Linked DNA regions of Lactuca sativa: region 2 is linked to region 1. Evidence: chromatin contacts called from public Hi-C data. All regions are on one chromosome and are shown on one strand. Each heading gives the region's core, a stretch centred on a gene start, on an enhancer-like site or on the middle of the called end of the contact. The rest is flanking DNA. Distances are from core to core; before and after follow the strand shown.

Region 1 (7,213 bases), core at 1,780-4,279:
GGCCAACAGACCCAAGGCAGTCGAGATAGAGTGAAGGCCCTGCGAGGCGGTCCAGTCAGGCTGAAGGCTCGGCGAGCGGTTCGGATAGACTGTAGGCCCTGCGAGGTGGTCCAGTCACGCCGAAGGCTCGAGAATGGTCCAGATAGGTTGAAGGCCCTGCGAGGCGGTCCAGTCAGGCTGAAGGCTTATTTATGCATGATGTTGTATGTTATGTTTATGTGGTGGTATTTCGTGGAAGACTCACTAAGCTATAGGCTTACAATTTTTTATTATGTTTCAGGTACCTCAGATGATCGTGGAAAGGAGAAGGCTTGATCGTGCACCTCCTCATATTTTGTGATATGATTTCTGGGAAAACTCTGATGTAAAACTTATTTTGAAAACAATATGTAATAAACGATGGTTTTGGATTTATTTAAAAATTTTAAAATTTTCAAAATTTTATGGATGCTACATTTCGAATTACTTTACAGATATGATGGTTTATAGTTCGAAAGTTTTGAAAACCTCAGTTAAGTGTTGATATATTTAAATAATAATAATACTATCTCTAATACATATCGTCGACCTAAGGTCAATAACTCTTTAAATGTCGATGTATTTTTTTAAAAAAAATAATAACTATCTTTGATATATTTGGTGGACCTAAGCTCAATAGATATTTAAAGGGATTATGACTTAAAAGAGTAATATATTTTTCGATGTGTACACATTTGGTCACTGAGTTTTTTTCGTCCACATTTACCCCTTTAACTTATTAAACTATACGCATTCAGTCCTTATGACCGGTTACTCCAGGTTAACCGGGAAAAATGACTTAATAGGGTAATATATTTCTCATTTTGTACACATTTAGTCCTTAATATTTTTGTACACATTTAGTCCTTAATATTTTTTGTTTCAAAATAAGTTCTTTTTATTTTTATACTCATTCAGTACTTATGAATGATTTCTTTAGGTTATTCTCACAACATCTTACGTGGGACAATCATTGGTGAGAGGTGTATGGATGTTGATGCTTATGTGTAACGTCTTATTTAAATAAGGCAAAACCCCCTAATTATAAATCCAATATTAAGAAAAATCGTTTATTCCAATATACATTTATCAAAAATCAGAGTAATATAAGAAATGCGGAATCCTCAATACTGTTGACGAGTATGTACAGTCCTGCATTCGCCTTCCCACGATCAACAATAAAACGTGACAACGTAAACAAGTGGGTAAGCACAAAACTTAGTGAGTTTCCCCCAAAATACCCCATATAACAAACGTACTATCATGCATAACGGGCCCACAATCATCAGATTGGAATATTCTGGCCCAATCAGTCATCAGACTCGAATGCCAACATGCAACGGTTTCAATCACTCATCGGACTGAAATGCCCAAGGTTCGTTGGTATGCCGCATCAACCCAAACGCTCTTCTCGAGCCTCCGTGCCTATGACTTATAGCCGGCTCGTACCAGGTATCTTGGCCTACAACACATAGCAGGACCGCTTCAACCTATCCCAGAACCATATGTCAACATATAAATAATCAAGGATCAAGTAAGTATAAAATACAAACAATTATCAATCATACATCTCACTATCGCCTACTACTCCTTCATAGCACACTACTTTGCTACCAGCTAACCTCTATAAAATGCATAACCAGAGGTGAGATAGCCACCCGAATAGATGATCCTACTCTAGGGCCACAACCAAACAAGGAACATGCAAGAAAACCTAGATCAAAAGTTTTCAGGCTATCCTATATGACTACATATAGCTCCTATGGCACTCCATTAGACGATAACCAACCTACTGGTACTCTAACCAACATACTACTATTGTTGCGTCCTATCATACAAGGATATATACATAAATCTAGCAGATCACTACAACTCAACAACATCCTATACACAAGGATACATAACCAACAATCCACAGAATGTGTGATCGTAAGTAATTAGATGTGAGATAGTAAGTAAAAATATGTTATTTTTTTAACAAGGGTAATCTAAACAAAAGTTGTAGTAGACTAAAATGTGAATGCATAGATATAAATATCGTTAAAATCCGAGATCGTATGAAGAAGTTATGACGTTCAGAACACATGACATAAGCAACCAAATAGTCAAGATCACGATGGACATAAGCATCAAAAGTTCGAAACATCTCATTAATGAATGTCCAACGTAAAATGTCGTGAGAAAAACCTAATGAATTCATTCATTAGTATTGAATGAGTACAAAAACAACAAAGATTTATTTTGCATCAAAAAATATTAATGACTAAATGTGTACAAAATGATAAATATATTACCATATTAAGTTACTAGGTATGAGACCCATGTATCACATGGGTTTATTTAAAAAAATTAATATAAAATTTAAAATATTTGAGAAGTTTGAATTTATAAGAAAAATGAGAAAAATATTGAATTATAAAAATTAAAGTGTTTTTTTCTCTTTTAAATTTAAACAAATAATTTAAATAAATAAATAAAGGAAATTAATGAAACTTTAATTTAGTAATTTTGAAATTAGAAGGAAAGTTCATTAATGAAATTGATATGCATTTATTATTAGATTTAAATAATATTTGACATTTAATAAAATAAAAAACCCATAAAATGACAAGTGGAATAAAAATTAATTTAAAATTACTATAAAATTACATGTGGCAAATTGAATAAGAGTTTGACAAGTGGCAAAAAAAAACCTTTATTTATTAGGGTAGATTTTTACTGGCTAACCTGAAGTTGTCGGTCATAAGGACTAAATGTGTACAGTTTAACAAGTTGAAAGGGTATATGTGGACGAAAAAAAACTCAGCGACAAAATATATAAAAATCGAAAAATATATTACCTTTTTAAATTATTATTCCATATTTAAATCATATAATTATATAATTTGTGAAGGGAACATCCAATGGAGATGGGAGAGGGTGTAGTAGGTTAAAAGAAAATTTTGACAATTGGTAATGGATGAGTTTATGCATACGTATTACGTAACACCTAGAAATTCTTTCAATGTCATCTCCCTTTTCAAATATCCCCTCCCTCCCACCCCACTCCACAAATTCAACAACTTTTCATCAATCAATCAAATTCCCAAATCTCACAATTCATCCATTAACAAAGTCAAGGGAGTTGAATTTGTTACCGCGTTTGAACAACGTTCGAACTACATAGAAATTTCTGCTCATTGATGACATGCAATTACTCAAACTCTGACTAGATCCGACTCGATTTTGTGGGTTTTTGATTTTATTATATAATTCTAAGTTTTGGTGATCTCAGCAGATACAACAATGGTGGCCGAGCCTTGGTTAGTTAAAATTGGAAGCCATGTGAGTTCCAATCTCAAACATGCCCTCCTCTTAGAACCCTCTTCCAAAAAGTCCACCAGAAACAAACAAGAAATTCAAAGCAAAACACCGGAAACAATCGGAATTCTCTCGTTTGAGGTTGCCAATGTGATGTCAAAAACCGTTCGACTCCACAAATCTCTAACCAATTCAGAGATTTCCAAGTTGAAAACCCAAATTCTCTTCTCCGATGGCGTCAAAGCCCTAGTCTCCTCCGACGAGACCTATCTTTTAGACCTCGCGCTTTCAGAGAAGCTAGAAGAGTTAAATTTCATCGCCGGCGTCGTCTCCAGGCTCGGCAAGAAGTGCACAATCCCTCAGCTTCAAGGATTTCAACATGTTTACAGAGATATAGTCAGTGCAGCCATGGATGTTACGGAATTAGGGTTCCTGGTGAAGGATATGGACGCAATGATGCGAAAATTCGAGCGCTTTGTTAATTCCACAACCACTCTCTACGGAGAAATGGAGGTCTTGAACGAATTAGAGATTACAACGAAAAAATTCCAACAAAACCAGCACGAAGAAAGCAGAAAAGTCTTCGAGCAGAAATTGATTTGGCAGATCCAAGATGTGCGCCACCTGAAGAACGTTTCACTATGGAATCAAACTTACGATAAAGTCGTCGAGATGCTAGCAAGAACTGTATGTACTCTTTACGCTCGAATCTTTTCAGTTTTCAATGATTCAATTTCCCGAAGAGAGATGTTCTCATCTAGCAACACGTTAAATTCATCTAGAAGTTCTGCTCAAAACTCGAATCAAATTACCGGTTCTTGTAGTTCGAGTTTAGTGGAGAAGAAGATAGTCAGTGTAAAGCCACAAATTCAAACAAAAAAAGGGGAAACGAATCTTTTCAAAGCCGAAGACTTCAATTTTGCTTGTGGATTGGGACCAAAGAGACTGTTTATGGAATGTTTAACCATGAACACTTCAAAATTACACGATTTCAACGATGGGTCTGTATCTATTCCAGTAACCGATGATCAAAGCAGCCATGTTTCTGGTTCTTGTAGTGTTTCAAGTAGCTTAAAGAAAGAGATTACAAATCTTCAGGGGTGTAATGGTAATTTGATAAAGATTCATAAAACTGTTCCACAGATCAAATTAATGGTGAAACCACCTCCCAACACCATTGGAGGCTCTGCTTTAGCATTACATTATGCCAACATTATCATCGTGATTGAGAAATTACTTCACTACCCTCATTTAGTTGGAGAAGAAGCTAGAGATGATCTATATCAAATGTTACCAAAAAGTTTAAGATTAGTTTTAAAGAGAAATCTAAAGTCTTTTTCAAGAAATTTAGCGATTTATGATGCTCCTCTTGCACACGATTGGAAAGACAGGCTTGATGGGATACTCTCATGGCTAGCACCCATGGCACACAACATGATTAGGTGGCAAACTGAGAGGAACTTTGACCAACAACACATTGTCTCAAAATCAAATGTTCTTCTTTTGCAAACTTTGTATTTTGCAGATCGAGAAAAGACGGAAGTTGCCATTTGTGAGCTTCTTGTGGGGTTGAATTATATTTGTCGATATGAACATCAACAAAACGCGTTATTGGATTGTGCAAGTAGTTTTGATTTTGATGATTGCACGGATTGGCAATTGCAGTAATGAGATCTTGATTGTTTTTTCATGGTGATGAGTTTTGTTTCTTTGTTTTGCTTTCTCTAATGAAAGATTACAGATATGTAATGGGCCACTGTGTATCTGATTTAGATATTGCATGGGGACCAGTTCAAGGGTTACTAGAAAAAAAAAAGATAGATGATAGAAGTTGTGCAACATAATGTGAATATAAAGATTTTGGGCTTGTAGATGTTTGTAATTATCTTTGTTTTGAATCATATGGTTTGGCCTTCGAAGTACATAATTTAAACTTAATCAAAAAGTTCATGTTCTAATGTAAATTGTGTTATAATCTATTGTTTGGCCAAATTTTTGTTCAATTTAGCTAAAAAAAATTGATCTTGAAAACATGGTGTGGTGATATGAAGTTGTTTTTGTCATTCATTTCGATTCTTGAACTTGTTTTTGTGAACATGGTTACTTTACCCTGAGGGTGGCATTTAGGGTTCGAGTCTTAGCAGTCATAGTGTGAGACATTTTAATCCAATGTGGACTGAGTAGTGAGCTCCTTGTGGGCACTAGGCTCTTACGTGAGGTAGCGGTCGCAGTGTGAGTGTTTCAGTTCCGATATGAATTGGGCTCTCCTATGAGTACTAAGTTGACAGTCAGTCATCTAGCAGACTGTTGTGTACCTGATTTACTTATCACATGATGTTTTTAAGACATGAATGAGTGAGTCAATTGAGTGTTGTGATTTTGGAGATACATATTTCTTTGTACCTTTGAAGTCTTGAACCGTACCATTATTTTTAGGACCACCCATGATGCATGCAAGAAAAGTTACTAATTACTATTGACTGTGATGTGGGGCCCACATGGGTGTGACCATGGTGATTATGGTGTTGGTGTGGCTGCAACTTCTATGAGATTGAGAGCATGCGTATATGAATGTTGGGTAAAGCCTGTTGAAAAGTTTTTAAAAGAAGCTTCTATTGAAAGCCTCCCACTTTGGTTCTTCTGTCACATAATGTTTGTCATTTTGTGTTTTCCTCACTCTCAAGCTTGTAATATTCATTGCACAAGTTCACTTTATTTAATCTTATCATCAACGAAACTTATATAATTAAGTCGTGATGATCGGATGGAGGGTGGTTTATGGATGATATAATTCTATTGTTAATCTGTTTTTGTGTTCATATACAAGTCTAGTTTTCTAGTTTTTTTTCTTAATTTTGTTGTTTCTTTGATTAAATTAATCTTGTAATTATTTTAGGCTCTTTTTTTTATACAAGGTTGGATGGAATGAATAATTGATGTTTTTGTTTCATGAGATGTATTGCATCGTTTTAGGTGAAGTTTGTAGCTTTTAGTTTCAAGTTTGTCGGTTTTGAATGATACAAGTACATTTGTACATGTGCATTTGAGGATACATATTTTTTTTAATATGAAGATGTGTTCTTGAATTAAATTATTAACTATTAAGTGTTTATCTTTTGAAATATATACTGTAAATGGGTTTCATTGGTGTATGAAACAAATACAAGTTTGTTTTAGTTGTATGATAAAAAAAATTAGGTCTGTTGTAGTTGCATAGTATTGAAACTTTTTATATGTACTGCTTTAATATTTGTTGTGTTGTAATTTTGATTTTGTGATTTGATACAATATGAGTGAATTATGATGATTATAGTTTAATATCATATTAAAATAGTCTTTAAAATGTTTTGAAACTATCAGTTACAAAAACAAAAAGGTAATTTGCTTATATTATAATTTGGGTAGGTGGAATTTGGTGGACAGTGAACATGTTTATGGCCATATATTTTAGATGTCAAAAATTAAAAATTAAAAGTATTTAAAAACTAAAAATATATATTTATTTACATTTAAAAAAATAAAAAATAAATATCACTTGTACATATATAATAATTTCAAAATTAAAACTCATTAGATTCTTTTGATAATAGATCCAAATCTCACAAAAATATCATTAAAGGTAGCTGATGATTTAGAATTTTGTGTAAGCTTAAAGACACTAATATTTTTTACTAAATATTCCAAGGGAAAATGCGACAAGTTTTTATTAATATCATGATTAGGGCTGTCAAATATGTACTACAGAGAACCAACCAACATGTTATCAACCGAACCAATTAAATCTGAAGCCAAGTTGTTTGGTAGCCAATATGTTTGGCTGTTAATACCATACCAATTAAGTAGTCTTGGTATGGTAACAGTATGAAATTTTGAATACCGTACCAACCAATATATA
Region 2 (6,806 bases), core at 1,830-4,329, 370 kb before region 1:
GGTAGCTTGAACGTAATTAAGTGTGAATCCTATTTTGATATTTTGAAGGAAATGAAACAAGAATCCGATCCAAGATCTTGAAATAGAGATTTAGAATCAAATCAAAAGATTCAAGCAAGGAATTAATGATCAAAATGCAAAGGGATTTGAAAAATGCAGAATAGATCTACAATTCGATGAACAAATTTGGAAAAACACGATGAATAACGACAACACTGAGATTTGAAAAAGTTCAATTGATCTCCCACTCTGATACCAATTAATGGAACGATTAGATTCAAGATTCAAACAATTAAGAGATCACAAGAACACACAAGGTAAATAAGATTTCACTTTCATTAATGAGTCAACAAAAAAATTCTATATAATAAAGAACTATTCTATCCAAAACTATGACCCATTCCACTAATTCACGTTCCTTTATATAGGCTTCACAGGAACATCAAAAAGGAATCTTAAACCAACAGATAAATTGCTAACTTAAGAATACATAATGTGCGAATTCAGACCTAAATCAATTCACACTAAGAAAAGACATAGACAATACAAAACATGCCAACAAAGCACGTTAGAAATTGACACAACTTATTGTTATATATTTAATTTATTTAATTTTATTGTTAGATACTATTTATTTTAAAAATATTGTATATGCTTAAAAACAAAAGAATATATATATATATATATATATATATATATATATATATATATATATATATATATATATATAAGGCTATATAAAATATTTCACAAAACAAAAACATATTTAATAATTAAAAAGTCAGGTTTAGAATTGATCAATATTTAATTAGTATTTGAGACATTATAGATACTTTAAAAATAACTTTTGAAAAAAATAATACAAACAAACATGAAAAAGAAAATCGCTATTAAAAATAGGGAAAATGACTTATCAGGGTAATTAATTTTTTGTTTTGTTTAGATTTATGCAACTTTTTTTATACATATTTGATGTTGGATTAGTCGGTTTATCAAGAGGAAATCTAGGACAATTTAGTTCTAGGTGTATGTTAGGAAACATTCCTTTTATGTTGTTTTTGTATTAGAGGAGGAGTCTAGTTTTATTAGTATAAATAAGGTTAATGTTTAGGATGTTTAAGTTAACTTTTTCCAACAATAAATCTCACCAAGTAATTCCTCGTTCTTGTTATTTTCTTCTTCTTTGTTCAGTTCATACCTTGGGCACCAAGGTAATATCAGGTGGTATACCTATATACGGTATCAGAGCCTAGGGCTCGTGAAGACGTAGGGCGGCCGATTTGAGAGTCGTTTTCAAGAAAATTGTAGTCTTTCGTCGCGGGGAAAACACAACGGGAACCAAGTTCAATTTAAAGGGGTGTTGATTGTTTTTTAGCACGAGTTGAAGCATCTCAACAACAGCCCCGATTTTTCTTGATCGGGCTTGTTCTAAGGTAAAAAGAGAGTAACCGGAGTCGCAGAATAAACGAAACGGAAGATGTCAAAGTGGGTGCATTTGATTCAGTTCGTTTTGCGGGTGACGGAAGATGGTAAAGGTGGTCGTGACCTTGTTTTGTTGTTCGGTGGAAAAGTGCTCTCGGAACAAGTTTGATTAGGTCGGGGTTGTCAAAAGGAGAATAATATGTTGTTGGTTAAAGGAGGTTCGATGAAATTTCAAATTCCGATTTTGACTCCAACGGTTTATCCAGTGTGGGAAATCAATGTCAAGGCGATTATGGATGCACACGACATATGTGTGACAGTTGAACCGAGGGAGTTCGGTGGAAGAATCTCTCGGAATATGATTGATCAACAAAGGGATGGTAGTCAAGACAAGAAGGGAATAGACAAACAACACGTTGTGAACATTATGGCGGTAGAAATTCAAATCGGATGGCTTTAGATGTGGCCGGGGAGAGGTCGTGAATTTGGGAAAGTCTAGATTGTAATGAACGTATCCAACGGGATGTCATGTTACATGTTATGTGTGTTGTGAAAAATAAAAAGGTTTGGAGGACTTTGTACGTGACTGAGGTGAAGGTCGGGTGTCTGGGAAAGGTCGAGAATCGCGGTGGTTGTTGCCTTGGTAAAACATGTTACTGGAACAAGGTACAACAAGATTGTGTATGGTTCGGTGATGATGATAGCAGGTGGCTCTCGGTATTCAAATGATGAACATGGTGTTGCTTAAAGCAACTGTTGTCGACGGGTTTTGCAGGCGAAGCATCCGGTAGGTCGACGGTGAACAAAGGTTGTGAATGTGGTGGTGTTCGTCGGTGGTTAATGGCGAAGAAACACAGTTGTAGGTGATAGGTGTGGACAAACCCATTAAGGGTGTGATTGTTGGATTAATCGATTTATCACAATAGGAAATCTGGGACAATTTAGTTCTAGGGGTATTTTAGGAAACATTCTTTTTATGCAGTTTTTGTGTTAGAGTAGGACTCTAGTTTTATTAGTATAAATAAGGTTAATGTTTAGGATGTTAAAGTTAACTTTTTCCAGCAATAAAGTTCACCAAGTAATTTCTCGTTCTTGTTATTTTCTTCTTTGTTCAGCTCATACCTTGGACACCAAGATAATATCCAGTGGTATACATACATTTAACCATTTAAATTGTTAAATATGTTCACATATTACCATTGTCATCTCTTATAGTCGGTAAAAATGATAATAACAGAACACATATAACAAGTTAAATGGTCAAATGTATATGAAAAAAAATTGTCTAATTAGAAACAAAACACCAAAGATAATTAACCTAGTAAGTCATTTTCCCACTATTAAGACCAATCCTGAAATTTTATCTATTATTAAATATTTAGATCATTCAATTTCTTACCGAAATTTACCATTGATTTATGTATATGCCTATTAGTACAAAAAACATATCTACTTCTTCACAAAAATATTGTCGATAGTAAGTTGAAATACTACTCTATAAATTATTAGGACGTGTAATCATGTATACCTTTATAATGAATAAAAAACGTTTAAAGTTCAGCTAAGCCGCACCATAAAGATGGCTTCCCTTTTTTGAGCTTTTGTCAACGTGGAAACCACATGCCTCCTGACTCAGCTATTCTATATATCACCCACACTCGCAGTCACAGCCCCACACAAACCCATCGTCTCTGTCTCAAAAGCCTCATTCCCTTCCCTCAGCCCTTATTCACTACTCTTAGCTTCAACTATGGCCGACAAATCATCCACCAATAACCGGAAGCCAAGTAGGTTACAGCGAAGAGCTCCAGCGTCCATTCAGATCAGTCCAGTCTCCAACTGGAACGTTGCGATTCCTCTGCTATCGCCTGTTGAGAAAACTAATCGTATGAGTAGTAGTTCAAAAGAGGAGTCGCGAAGAGCTGCTCATACAGTGGTGGAGCCGGAAAAGAAACCGGTGGTGTATAAGAAGTGGCAGCATCCTGCGGATCCGTTTTACTACGAGCCGGCACCTCCGTTTGTATGTAGTGGTGTTGAATTTAGGAGTTGATTAGAATTCCTAATTATTATTACTTCTTCTTTCTCTTCCTTTTGAGCTTATTTCTGATTTGAAGAAACTCGATTGGATCCGTGTTCATATAGCATGTGTTGCTTCTTTGACTACAAATCAGAGATCATAGATTCGAATAACATGGTAATAATGTTTGCAATGAGATATACAAATACAACCCAGTGACTTTATTCGTAAAACGAATTCAGATGAACCCAGTGATTTATTGTTTAACAGTAGAATATACGAGTCCAAATCGTTAAAATTAACCGATGCTGATATCTGTTTATTTAACAAAGCTTAATGATATTTGTTTTCGTCATTAATGAGTAGTATAAAGTGTAATGGCAATGAACATTATTTGTTTATAAATATTACGGATAATCTAAAAAACGACCATATGATTATATGGAATATAAGAAGATGACACAATGTTCTCTCATTAACGGAATAACCACAACGCCCAAAACATTATATTTCAAAATAAACCAATTTAACTTCGGATTGTAGATTACCACTTAGACGTGGCATAAAACAATCTAAAATCTAACATTTTGGACTTCCCTTTTTGACATCCTTATATTGGAGATATGACAACATTTTGAACTTAGTAAATTCAAAATTGCAAGTTTTGTCCATAGGGTATGTTAGAAATTGGATGTTTGGTCTAAAATATTTTGGAGTTTCATTAGTGGTCCAAAAGGTTTTATTTTTGTGAATTTGGTCCAAAGTTATTTAAAAATATTTAAAATGATGAATTTGCCATTTTAATTTAGTTTTTTTTTTATTTTCTTTACAACACTTGAAAAAGAAAATATCACCCTCCCTCTCTCTCTCTCTATATATATACAGATTTATGGGTCTGTTAGTTCAAAAAAAAAAAAAGATGTGTTCTTAAGTAAAAAGCATGAAACCAAGAACCACAAATCTAAATTCTTCATTGTGGATTTAGTCTTGGATCTAGTCGATTTTCCAGATCTCAAAAACACTTATTTTTTCCTGATTTCAAGAACAAGAACTACTTGTTTTTTTAGATATGATGAACTGCCCTCATCATCATATGCTTTGATTTAACCCAAAAACCGTTCACCTTTGAAAAACCCAGCAACACTTACATGATTTCGAATTCGAGAGAAGAGGAAAGATTATGATCGATTAGAAAAGACGAAGGGGCGAATCTGGTGTGATTTTTGTTGCCTGAGTTGATTAAGAGCGAGTCAGGACCTGGGAGGGATTGCGATAGACTAGAGAAGAAAGAAGGATTGTGATCGATTAGAGCTTGATCTATTCAGGATAAACGAGAGTGAAGGGACCTGTGATTTTTGCTACCGGAGTCGATTAAGAATGAGTCGTCGAAAAGGGCAACGACATAGATCTGAGAAAGGGGGCCGACGACATAGATCTGAGAAAGTGGCGACGTAGATCTGCTTCTTGTCCGTTCTGGTTTACTTAGGGTGTGTGTGTGTGTATGTTCATCTGATTTCGTGTGTGTGTGTGTGTGTGTGTCTGTTCATCGTGTGTGTATGTATGTCTTCATCTGATTTCGTGTGTGTGTTTTCATAAGATTTCGTGTGTGTACATCTGATCTGATTTTTTTTTTGTGTGTGTGTGTGTTCATCTAATTGCATGTGTATGTGTGTGTACGTCTGATCTGATTTTGTGTATGTGTTCATCATAAATGATTTTGTGTGTGTGTGTGTGTGTCCATGAGATATAATTTCATGTGTGTGTATTCATCAACTTAAGAGAACAAACCCAAATTTTGTGTATGTTTTGTTTATGGGATAATTTTTTTGGCTGAGATGAAGTGGCAGATGAAGTTTGGATGGAGATAGAAGTGGAAAACGGTGGTGGTGGTGGTGGTGGAAGGCGGTCGAATAGTTGTGGCAGCAAAAGATGTTCTTGAATCTATGAATATGTTCTTGGGTGTTTATCGAACACACACACACACAGTAAGAGAGATGTGTTTTCTTTTTTTAATTGTTGTAAAGAAAAAAAACTAAATTCAAAGTGCAAATTCGTCATTTTAAATGTTTTCAAATAATTTTGAACCAAATTCACAACAAATGAAACCTTTTGGACCAGTGGTACAACTTCAAAACATTTTGGACCAAACATCCCACTTATTATTTCAATACATACTTCTTTTTTAAAATAAGTTCTTCTGACTAGTTTTTAGAGTGTCCTTTTATACTAGGGAGTATGTGGGAGCAAATCAACGTGTGTGTGTGTATATATATATATATATATATATATATATATATATATATATATATATATATAACAACAGATTAATTATACATGCTATAAAGTGGATTTGAATTATGATATCAACTTTTGTAGGTTGATTAACTTTGTGACTTCCAAATTAAGGTTAAAAACAAATCAAATATGTTTGTCTTTCTAATGTTCCATAACGAATGTTGTCATGAAGATAATTGACGACAATTATTCAAATTATTTTCGACACTAGTATGCCTCTAGATATAGTGCTCTTGTCTGTTGTCAATCTTGTTGTCGAAAGGGGAATTCAGCGAGTACTCACATATCAATCTCCTACTTTGACTTGAAAATTAGTCTTTCCTTGGGAAAATTAGTCTGGTTTTAAAAAACGAGAAACACAGGGAGATGATTATCTTACGATGAGCCTATATATATATATATATATATATATATATATATATATATATATATATATATATATATATATATATGATGTTGATAAATCAATAAATGATTGTCAAAAGTTGATGTTGATCGATGATTCAAATATAAGTTCACAAATGGAATTGATGGAAAACTATGAAGATATTTCGAACATCGATAAGGATAATTCGGATAGAGATTTTGATAAGGATATTTTGGGGTTTTATTATTCTCATTTTGCATAAACATAAACTTTGCTCATCACTTCCATTATTATTTGATAAAATTACAAATTTGGTCCTTATGGTTTGTCAAAAATTGGGACATTTAGTTCAAAAAGTTTTGGAGTCGCACTAGCAGTCAAAAATAAGAATTTTATTGTAGGTTTAGTCCAAAACTGTTTGTAAAAATATTTCAATTGACGGATTTGCCCATATAATTTTGTATTTTTTTTTCATTTTCTTTTATTTATAATAGTTAAGAAAAAACTAAAATAAAATACCACCTCTCTCTCTCTCTCTCTCTCTCTCTCTCTCTCCCCTCCCACTGGTTACGTCTACACTAGAAAAACCCCATCTAAAAAATTGGATCTTCACTTCTTCAATTCAATAATTTGTTTACAAAATTAACAAAAATAAATGCACAAGTTCTTTACAAAACAAAGTTGTTACAACACTACATCCCTCCT

The links. Hi-C and Micro-C count contacts between places; a contact is called where the count stands out from the background.
Region 2: a contact with region 1 is called in a Hi-C map of leaf, with 3 times the contacts expected there. The contact joins the promoter of LOC111897207 here to the promoter of LOC111897258 in region 1. A contact is called at or near these places in 2 of 4 Hi-C or Micro-C datasets (bud and leaf).

The regions. Positions count from the first base shown.
Region 1 is chr5:184,793,188-184,800,400 of Lsat_Salinas_v11, reverse strand. LOC111897258 (protein PSK SIMULATOR 3) reads left to right here and starts at 3,029. Exons shown (of 1, transcript XM_023893219.3): 1 at 3,029-5,219. The coding sequence starts at 3,304. The coding sequence ends at 4,986.
Region 2 is chr5:185,165,051-185,171,856 of Lsat_Salinas_v11, reverse strand. It overlaps LOC111897207, which reads left to right and starts at 3,079. Exons shown (of 1, transcript XM_023893160.3): 1 at 3,079-5,496. The coding sequence starts at 3,173. The coding sequence ends at 3,472.